2 separate regions of the Mus musculus genome follow, and region 1 is linked to region 2. Evidence: chromatin contacts called from public Hi-C data. All regions are on one chromosome and are shown on one strand. The core of a region is the stretch at or near the end of the contact, and the rest is flanking DNA. Distances in the headings are between cores, read along the strand shown.

Evidence for each region. A called contact is a pair of places that touch in the nucleus more often than the background predicts.
Region 1: a contact with region 2 is called in a Hi-C map of the N1E-115 cell line, with 7 times the contacts expected there. The contact joins two enhancer-like sites. A contact is called at or near these places in 17 of 484 Hi-C or Micro-C datasets (the N1E-115 cell line, adipose-derived mesenchymal stem cells, cerebellum and 7 more), 1 of 115 datasets of contacts at active chromatin or transcription factors (embryonic limb bud) and 3 of 9 other capture datasets (adipose tissue, embryonic stem cells and liver).

What each region holds. Positions count from the first base shown.
Region 1 is chr7:107,526,601-107,531,714 of GRCm38.p6, forward strand. The region is part of intron 6 of Syt9 (synaptotagmin IX); the gene reads left to right. Among named protein-coding and RNA genes, the nearest start is that of Olfml1, 38 kb to the right of the region's middle. Within about 2 kb of position 1,756, at least 3 of the 459 cell types and tissues checked have an H3K27ac peak or open chromatin away from gene starts, as enhancers often do. A contact at or near this core is called in the N1E-115 cell line, where this site is marked.
Region 2 is chr7:107,744,739-107,750,194 of GRCm38.p6, forward strand. Cyb5r2 (cytochrome b5 reductase 2) reads right to left here. Exons shown (of 9, transcript NM_177216.4): 9 at 3,717-5,456. It overlaps Ppfibp2 (PTPRF interacting protein, binding protein 2 (liprin beta 2)), which reads left to right. Exons shown (of 25, transcript NM_008905.2): 25 at 1-159. Among named protein-coding and RNA genes, the nearest start is that of Cyb5r2, 11 kb to the right of the region's middle. Within about 2 kb of position 3,448, at least 5 of the 459 cell types and tissues checked have an H3K27ac peak or open chromatin away from gene starts, as enhancers often do. A contact at or near this core is called in the N1E-115 cell line, where this site is marked.

The sequences.
Region 1 (5,114 bases), core at 506-3,005, 220 kb before region 2:
AAACAAAATTCCAAACAAGGTTCATACACTGAGAAACAAATATGTAACCCAATATGAATGAGGGGTTTCTACTACCTCCCAAGAGAAAATGGCTGGACAAGAGGAGACAGAGTGGGTAGCATGATCCTGCTGGGGTACTCCTAGAAGCTGAGATTGTTCATTGTTTTGTAGAATCTCACCATTCCACTCTCCAACATCCTCACTTAAAGGAGAACACTTTCAATTGACCTCTCTTCCCCTCTGAGGGTAGAGTTGGAAGTCCCTTTCCTTTGCCTAGGCAGTGATTAATCCATTGTAGCTGCCTTCATCCTCCATAACATTTTAAGACTTATTCTTTTGAATAAAACAAAATATTTGTGAACAGGTGCCTAACACTTTGCCAAACTAAGGCAAATGCTCATTTCATCCCCATAGCTAAGTAGACATAGTTTGTTTAATAACAGTTCTGATGTCACCTGGTGCTGTGTTCTGTGTGATTCATACCTAGCAAGAGTTCCATGTGCCCAGGATAGAACTCGTGACCCATATTTTGGGGCACACTATGAATGAATCACAGAGAAGCACAACCTGTAAACATGGAAATCACCCCAGGAATGCTGAACAGCTGAGAGGCTGGAGGGATGACAGGGATACGTGTCTCTGGCCAGCTCAGCTATTAAGTCAGTGGCTCAAACTTCTTCAACTGTAGCATGTCCACTTAACCCTGAACTGTCCACCTCTGGATGCAGCTCCTGATGTCACAGATTTGATTGTTGCTGAGTTCAAAGTCAAGTCCAGGATCACCCAAAAGCCACAGAAGTGTGGTAATAAGGGCTGTGTCTGCTCTGTATATCATGGCATTTCTTACCTTTCCTGTAGCACCTAGAACATTGTTTTATACATCAAAACAATTCTTAAAATGCTAACGAGGAAGAGAGCAGTTGTGGTGTCATATACCACCCTAGAAGATGCTCATGGTGTCCCATTATGCATTCACAGTGGAAAGTCAATGTCAAGGACTGGGTTTTTTTTTTTTTAATGAAGATTTTAGGCATAAAATAGTGAGAATCTACAAAATAATGAACAAATATCAACTTCCAGAGGAATTCCCTCATTTCCATTCATCTCCAGGTTTTTATGGTTGGTGTTGAATGAACATATAATGGTTTGCATAACTATCATACAAGAACTGAGCTCTTGAAGAATCCTTGGTCACGATTAGACTAACCAGGTTGGTGGAGGCAGTCAGTCATTCCTGTCTATTGTGGCAAGAGTTGATGGAGAATATAAGTTGGCCTGTGGGTCCCCAGTGAGGTGCAGACCCGGAACTGTCATGATGCCACAGATCTTCCTGGATGTAGGAGCTCCAGCACAACAGAGTTGACTTAGGAGTGCCCCAGCTGAGTCTACTGTCTAGCCTCTAGGGCACAGAGTCGGTACCTGCTAACTGATCTGAAAACTTGTCCTGGCAACAGAACGAACAGGAGGAAAGATTTCCTGTAGCAAGGAAGAGCGAGCAGTGCAGCGCACAAAGACAGCAATGGGCAAGGATTCAGGAACACTCAATGAGAATACCTGCCCTCCCCAAGCAAGGCTCTGCTCCCTCGTAGACTGGCCCTACAGGGATGCCTGAGCTGGTGGTGACCGACTTAAAGATCCAGCAGAGGCTGTAACATATTTTGCTTAAAACTACAGCTGGTTTATAATTTTGGCCTCAGACAGTAATTACAGCTGCCAGGGCTCCTCTGAGAGATAATTACGGGAAGAATTCAGCACACTCATTTTATCTACACACTTAACCATCAATTAAATCATTACCATCTAATCCTATCCCAGAGTCTAGGAATGTTCTGTGAATATATAATTTTGAAGACATTGAAGTTTGTTTTCAGATGATTTTAAGTGAAAAATTGCTCAATTTCCATAGCCCACACAGGCCCCTGGGCATGTTATCTCTATGAAGGCAGAGCCAGTGTCTCCTAGCCTGTGGTGACTGCCCCTCTGGAGGCCTGTGCTACATAGAGGACTGAGCTAAGATGGGTTTGCCCTGGGCTACAACTCTCCATTCACTCAAACTCAGGAGTGGGTCTTTTCTCATTGGAAGTTCAGGGCTCCAGAGTCTGACCACTGAATTTGTACTTTGACTTTTCTGAGCTGTGTGTCTCTGAACAGGTTGTTAAAATTTATTTAAGCCAGATTAGTCAACTTTTCAAGTACACAAATATAGATCCTACCAAATAGGGAGGGCTGTTGCCAATCTTACATGAGACAATGAATGTAATATGTTTAGCACAGGGCCTGGTATTTACTGGATGCTATGTAGGTTTTAATAGTCAGTGTTATTTGGTATATTAGTATGCACAGGGAAGGAGGGAAGCAGGTGGAGAATAGGAGGGTCTAAAAATATTATTCCAGGCTCTGAGAGCACTTGGGATGATGGACTGGTATTGACCCTGGGATAATGCTTTGGGCCTCAACATCTAGCCTTGGACTTCACAGCCTCTAACCTCTTGGTCCTTACCTTCCTCAAGGTAACCCACCTGAAAGCCTCTCTGTCTTACCCTATACCCCTGTCCTGGGTAATTTTATGTCAACTTGACAGAGTCTAGAATAATCTGAGAGGAGGGAACCAAAACTGAAAAAATATCTCTATTAGATTAGGCTACAGGCAAGCCTGTAGGGCATTTTCTTAATTAGTGATTGAGGTGGGTGATCTCACCCCTGGGCCGATAGTTCTGGATTCTATAAGACAGCAGAGTGAGTACGCCATGAGAGTCAGTAAGCAACACTTCTCCCGTGGCTACTGCATCAGCTCCTGCCTCCAGGTTCTTGCCCTAACTGCTTTAGATGATAAACTGTTATATGGAAATGTGAATGAAATAAACCCTGCCCTCCCCAAATTGTTCTTACATGCTGTCTAATCACAGAAATACTAACCCTAAGGAACCCCTTATCCCCTGACCCAGCTGCCCATCAAACCGTGCCCTGATACTTTTCCAGGAGCTTGGGGCACTGCCAGCTCCACCAGCCTGCTATCTTACATTGCTCTCACACCAGCTTTGAAGGGTTAACAGTCAAACATGACCGTGCCCCATTGTTTATTCTTACCATTTTTTGTTTTCTCTCATAAAATTTTCTTTTCAGGCGCACGGGGGGTTGGGGGGGTAGGGGGGGCTAATGATCCACAAGGGTGAAACTGCTTCCTGCCCTCCTTACCCCAAAGAGATAAGCTTTTAAAGTACATATTTCAGTTGGCATGTAGTAATTGCATACATTCATGAGTTATAATATATAACATTTTAATACCTATATTCAGTATGTAATAATCAAATGAGAGTAATTGGCATATTTATTATTTCTTTGTAAGATATACCAATTAATTGTTGTAAGCCATAGCTTTCTAGCTGTGCTATAGAATATGATAATATAGAATGATAATATAATGATAATATAGAATGATATCCCAGAGAGAATTCCTCCAATAAGCTAGATGTTTGCACAGAACTAGCCCCTCAAACTCAGTACCTGACACTGGGGTGTCAGAGATGCTTTCTATGCATTGGGGCTCTAGGAGAGTCTTTCTGTCAGCCAGCCCTTCAAGACTGCCACACCAGTCCTCAGCTAGAGTCCATCCTGCCTACAGCACGTGGTGCTCCCTTGCTGAAGTCACTGAAAAGCCCAGCTTTTGTAGTTAGTTTGGAACTGACCACAGAGCTGAGTTTTTTACTAGAATGAGCAACAACTCTGTGGGAGTCCACACACAGACACAGCATGAATGCAGACTGGATGCCAAGCTAGCCTAAAGACCAGACACTAGACCTTACAGCCGAGCTTAACCCAGAGCTGGGGGCTGTAGAGAGAATGAGAGCCTCCAACTCCTTAAGTCATCATATCAGGAATGTCCAGTAATTATGCTCAGAAATAATCATGATCATCATTGGGAGAAATAAAGAAGATATTGATTTGTGTGCAGAAGACCTACAAGGGTACATAGTACTTAGTGTATGCTGTGTGTGTAATAGAGTTAGTGTAGTTATTGGGATTAAAGGAGGCTGACAGAGTCCTGGCCAGAACCCCTGATTCTTCTCCTCCTTTGAGAGCTCCCAGGGGATTTCCATTTGGACTAGCCTTCCAATACGGTAATTGCCTAGCCCAGAGACATTATGACAAGCCCCTGACCTCTTATTGAAGCTCAGAGCAGTCCTTTAAAAAAATCAGATCTTCGATCTATCCAGATCAAGGAAAGGCAAAGCATTCCTGACACCCCCATTACACTTGTTTGGAATATATTTTGATGGCCTGCTCTATATGGGGTGAACAGACATTTATGTCTCCTGAGGAAAAGGCACACAACATTTACATACATATCACTGTGAGATTTGATGCATCAAAGAAGCCCTTCACCAGAGCTGACTTGGTCTTAGCACCATGCCCTTTAGTCTCTAAATCTATGAACTAAGTAAATAAACCTCTTTATAAAAACGATCCTGACTCAGATGTTTCATGTTAGTAATGAGAACTGGACTATTACAGCACTTAGCAACAAGCTCTCCTGAGAAGGTAGACCTTCGCAATAGCTGTTGTAGCCTTGGTCCATCCCAGGCTCACTCTTCGGTTGGTGATTCAGTCTCTGGGATCCCCCAAGGGTCCAGGTTAGTTGACTCTTCAGGTTCCTCAATCTTTCTCCTAACTGTTCCATAAGACTCCTCAAGATCCATCTAATGTTTGAATATGAGTCTCTACATCTCTTCTGATTGGCTACTGGGTAGAGCCTTAGAGGACAGTTACGTCAGGTTCCTGTCATGCATGTCCTTTTGGGTCTGGGTTACCTCACTCAGGGTGATATTTACTAGTTCCATCCATTTGCCTGCGAAATTAACGATATCCCTTTTTTAATGCCTGAGTAGTATTCCATTGTGCAGATACACCACATTTTCTTTATCCATTCTTCAATTGAGAGACATCTAGGTTGTTTCCAGCTTCTGGATATTATGAATAAAGCTGCTGTGAACATAGTGTCCTTGCAGGACAGTGGATCATCTTTTGGGTATGTGCCCAGAAGTGGTATAGCCGGGTCTTGAGGTAGAACTATTCCCAACTATTCCCAGTCTTCTAAGAGACCACCAAATTGATTT
Region 2 (5,456 bases), core at 2,198-4,697:
CAAGTGCCTTAGGTTTGTGAGCCACAAAGTCTTGGCTGAGATCAAAGTGCCAACAGCGGATGTTTGGACCATAGTGACAATGTAATTTGATTGTACCTTACTATAGAGTGGCCACTTGTTTCTGATAATAAAAACAATATTTATGTAGAAAGTGTGAAACATTTTTAATTTTGTTGGGGACTGGAGGGAGGGTGATATCCACTTGTCTGCTTAAGGGCCTGTAATTTAGGATTCAATCAAGGAGATGGAACATCTGTCAGAGGATGCCGGTGGCCCTATTGCCTTGGGCCTCATATCCCTCTGTGAAGCATAGAAGCAGCCAGGGTGTCACACACACCCTGGCTAGAGGTTACATCTGTCACACAGACCCTATTTAGTTTTCTATTTCAGCAGCATGAGCCTTAGAGTGAAGGGTGGGGTGATGAACAGGCAGCCTTTCTGGCAAGCTCTGCTTTTCACATCTTGCCCACTTCTGTTTCCTGGAAGAGTAGAAACAGAGCTGGTCTCTTGCTTTAGACACAGACTAGCTGGTAATGGTCTCACCAGATGGCCTGTGTCTGGCCAGACAATGACCAGGGAGAGATGTGTACTCTGCCAGTCCGAGCTTCTGCTCAGGAAATTCCAGCTTGGGACTGGCCAACATTTGACTCCTGGGTCCAGTGGGCTTCAATAACAGCAGTGCTTTATCCATCTGGTAGGGCGGGCAGGAGTGATGGCCCCATTATGACATTCTGATTTGACCTCAGATTTAGGTGATGTTTAGCATTTTGGTTCTTAATACATACAGAAGGCTCAGCCATGGTCTGTTACTTAAGACTGCTACCTCCTCTGAAGTCCAGCTAGTAAGAGAAGTGGGCACAAGCTTGCCAGGTTGGGCAACACTAGTGTTTAGTTCTGGTACCCAGTGGCTAACGCTATTGTAGAGTAGGTCAGGCTAGGTTTTGTGTCCTGTTAGCTATGTCCCAGTAAGGGGCCGCATGCACCTGTTTTCAGTCCTTGCATGGGCTTGTATTGCTGCTGAATCTGTGTGGCCTCACGAGACTCTCATTCCCTTAGTGGATCAGTTTTTTCTTCTGCAAGAGGTTGCCCTTGGTACCTCCATGTCTACAGCTTCCAGACAAGGAAGACGGTGTAGGCCAGCAGTACCCGAGGAGGGAGGGAGAAGGAAGGCAGAAGAAGGAGACTCCTGTGTCACGAAGAGACTGCAGCCTCCTGAAGATGCCCTCTTACACCACAGCAATGCTATCTGGGCTCCTGTGCCTGGAAATCACCCTCCTGTCCAGTAACCTGGAGGCTTTCATCTCTGTTGCTCTCTGTTTCTGGAAATAGATGGACCACTGGACACGTGCAAGAGACTGCTGGACAGGCTCTGTCTATGGCCTGCATCTCTACACTGAGTGCTAGTTGCTGAGTGTGGCTTTCGGCAGAGTGGGTGTGCATGCAGTGCAGGAACCGAAACTGCATGGGTCTCACCAGCTGACACTTCTCAGGGCCTAGAACACACCGTGTCCACCCTCCAGGGAAATATGGCCTGGAGGGGATGCACCTGGGCAGAGGGGGCTTTGCATGCCACTGTCTCTGTAAAGCATGGACTTCACCCGTGTGCTGACTAGGCTGCTGCCCGTTTTACAGATGGCACCTTCCGAAGGCACTGTGACACAGATAGGGCTCCTCTCCCAAGACATCCACCGCCTCACGGTAGGATTCCGACTCCCCTCCTGGTGGCATGGTTAGTAAGGCCCCGTGAGCTTGGTGTGGGGTGTTGTGGTGTTCATGGCCACAGGAGAGGAAATGATGCTGCTTGATAGTGGATCATAACCTGAGCCAGCCCTGAGGCACACTGCAGGGCATTGCAGGCTCACAGGCCTTCTGCAGAGTTGGCCTAAACATACTGGATGCTGGAGCCTTTCCCTGGTCTCAGCTGGTAATGATATGATGGTACCCAAGTAGTTCTGGGTCACCCATGCAGCCAGACCAAGCTCAGATTCACTTCTGACCAGTGAATCCTGTGCTGCCTTCTTGGCACAGAAGAACATGCATTCCTATGGCTCCTCTGATATCATAGATATACCCTGCAAGTTAGGGGAGCCTGCCATGCCCAAGAATACAAATCATGCTCTTTCCCTGGGGTGGCAGCTTGGTCCCAAGTGAAGACGTTTTGGGGAAGGTAGGAGTGACTCAGGTCCTTATTTGCCTTTTAGTAGCTCTAGGAGCTCAGGTGTGTTGTTGTCCCTCTGAGACTGGCGTTCGTTACTTTCAGATATCCAATACTATTTAGCCCTAATAAAGCAGGGCCAATGATAGCCCTCTTATAAATCACATGGGAAAACCAGCGGTAGCAAGAAATGGCTACCCACAGTTAGAAAACCGTCTAAAGGCAAAGTAGAAGAGTTCCTTATGTCAGTGCCACACAGACTTTGTCTTTTGGCTCACACAGGGAAATATCTCTGTACAATCTTGGCCCGTGATCTCTAACAAATGTTTGGTGGTCTTGAAATAGTAAGTCTACCTCTAAGGTGAAAGGCTTAGTTTTATGTGTACCTATGTATGGGTGGTGGTGGTAGGGACTGAACCTAAGAAACTGTGCAAGAAAGACAAGCACTTGTGTATACCAGGCTTTGACCTCAGCCCATTTTTATCTTAACATTACTGTCTGTCCAACACTTAGTGCACAGGCTCCTTGGGATACCATAGCTTTGTAGGTCAGTGATGCTGGATATGGGCCACTCCTGGGCTCTGTTTCTTGTGAAGATGCCGTAGCCTTGGCCTATGGATTGTTAAACTGCCCCTTTGGCTGTGTTCTTACAGACTCTACTGAGCCAGGACCAACTCCTGAATGACCCGCCTGGCTGTCCCTGATGCTGGTGACTACAGATGACATTCTTCATGGCTGAGAGCCTAGAGAGGCACACGTGGAGCCCCAATGTTCACCTCAATGGGGAGTTGGCACAGAGCCACCAAGAGATGGAGCTTATGGGCCTCTTTGGATGTAGGCGTTGACCGGAGCAAAAGCAGAGGGGTGGGACAGGTGTCCAGTCGTGTCCCCGCGTTTCCCTGTGTTGTCAGCGCTTGCTTTCCACTGCAACTTTTCTACCTTTTGTACTTTTATATGCCAACTGCAGCTGATCCTGCAGAGGTGAAGGTGAGGTGGTAAATGCAGAACAAAGACAATGAGCTGTTAGTTCATGAAAGCCTGTGATTGGAGGTGGGGAAAGGTTGTATAAGCTGTTCTGTGTGTCCTGCAGTGGCTGAGTGAAATGATTTGGGGGAGGGGTAGTGGACCCTCTGGGGCAGCTTCATAGAAGTATGCATGTCCACTTCCAGAAGCCTGGGCCTGTGAATCAGGACTCTCCTCTTGATCCCCCAACAGCTTTCATCTACCCTCATTCCAAGACACACATTTCCCCCTCACCTGCCTCAAGTACAGTGTCTGGTCAAACACCGCCCCCTAGTGGACTGTCTCTAAACTCAAACTTCATTGTTTTTTCCTGTTGTGTCTCATACAAGCCAGTTCCCTCCCAGGCCATGACTGTTCTAGTTCCAGCCTTGCTGTCTGATCGCTGCTCCTGGTTTTCTACTTGGTCCCTCACTTTCCTAGATGATCCCTGCCAACCATTCTCCACTTCTGTCACCTAGTCACATTTCTGCTTTGAATTCCTTTGAATGCCACCTTTCCACCATCATGCCAACCTTTGTGAGTCCACCGATTTGTGTTTGCTTCACTTCCTTTATTCTTTCTTTTGGTTCCAAATCCACTTTGCCCTTCAGCATTGTATGCCTCTGAGATGTTCACAGTTCACTTTAAGGTTATATGCACATGTGTACCCGATACACAAACCAGCTGAGCTGCTGTAGTCTGTGTGGCCTAAGTGAGTTCCAAGTGTACTGCTTTTAATCAAGTTGCCAGTCACCACTATCCTTGGTCTTCCGTGCAGATGTCATTGGCACCTCCTCTAGCTAGGAAAGCCAAAAGCATCTCCAGGCTTTGTCCAGTGACGAGTGAAATCACCAGAAGGTCTACGGAATGAAAGATCCAATGATGTGGAATGAGTCCAGTGGTGAAAGGCTTTGCAGCTGACCCTGGTGGCACATGCTTGTAATCCTAGTTATTATTAGTTGGAAAGCTGAGATAGAAGGGTTGTGGGGTTCACAGATGACTTGAGCTACAGAGTGAGTTCAAGGCTAAGCGGGGCAATGTAGCAGAGAGTGAGCCGTTGTGTCTTTCCCCGAGGAGGTCATTATGAAAGAATACACTGAGTACAATTGGGTGAATGAACGTGGGAGTGTCCCTCCCTGGCCTGTTTGAGACGGAGTTTGGTCCCCTGTGGGTGAGATTCAAGGATATAGCAGAGCTCCAGGGAACCCCATTCCTCTCTTTTTTTTTTTCTTGTACCCCCCACCCTCCCGTATGCACACACACACACACACACACGCACATTGAGTAGCAAATCCTGCAGCAAGTGCTAACACTGCAGCTACTTTGCCAGTTCTTCCGAAAGGACATAAAATTAAACAGATCCAGGTTTAAAGACAACTCTGCCACCCACTGTCTGAATGGCTGGGGAAATGCATGACTAACGCTGTCTGTTTCCTCCTGTGTGACTTAGAGAACAAAAGCTCCGCAGAACCTCTGGCCCATTAGGAAGATTATAAGGAATGGAGTTGGGGTGAGCTTTAACCCCTGCAGTAGCAGAGCACCAGTATGTTATTCTTACTTTGACCTGCAGGTGGCAATAGTGGTCCCTGTATCGTCTGGTTTGAATGATGGGATTTGAAGCACAGCTTCTGGGAAATGGGAAATGAAGAAACTTAACCATGCCAACTTTGACACAGTGCCAAGGTGGAGGATACTAAAATATAAATATCCCCAATGTTGCCATCTGCTGTACAAAATGCAGGGAGTCAGAAAGGGATTCCTGGAGCCCACCTACTGTGGATTTACTGCCCTGACATACAGCTTTTTAAAAAAAGTGTCTTACAAGGCAAGGAAGACCACACAAGGCCTTTGCCCTCTTGTGAGTTTGTCCTTCAAAGCAGAGAAATGTAAAGAAGGTTCATAGGTGGTTAGGTTGATAGAGACCTGTTCGGATCCTGCTGGAATGCTATCCGTAAACATTGCTATATTGCCGGTTCTGGTCACACCCCTACTCTTTTTTCACCCTCACCTCACATCAGCAAGTCCTGGACTGCCCAGTGTATTTTCTACATATCCACACATTGTGAGCTAAATGCAAAGCAGTCCAGTTTATTCCGCTAAGCCATGGAGAAAGTCATGGAGAAAGTGGCTTCCTTCCCAGCCTCCAAACCTGGAAGCTCAAAAATCACTTTTGTCTTCAGCCTGTGAAGACTTCTTAGGCCCACAACCAAAAGAACATCATGCCCAAGGGTGCGTGGAGAGACACCTTGCAAATACCTGACTTGAACAGGGTGAAGCCAAACTCACTCTAAAGCAGAGA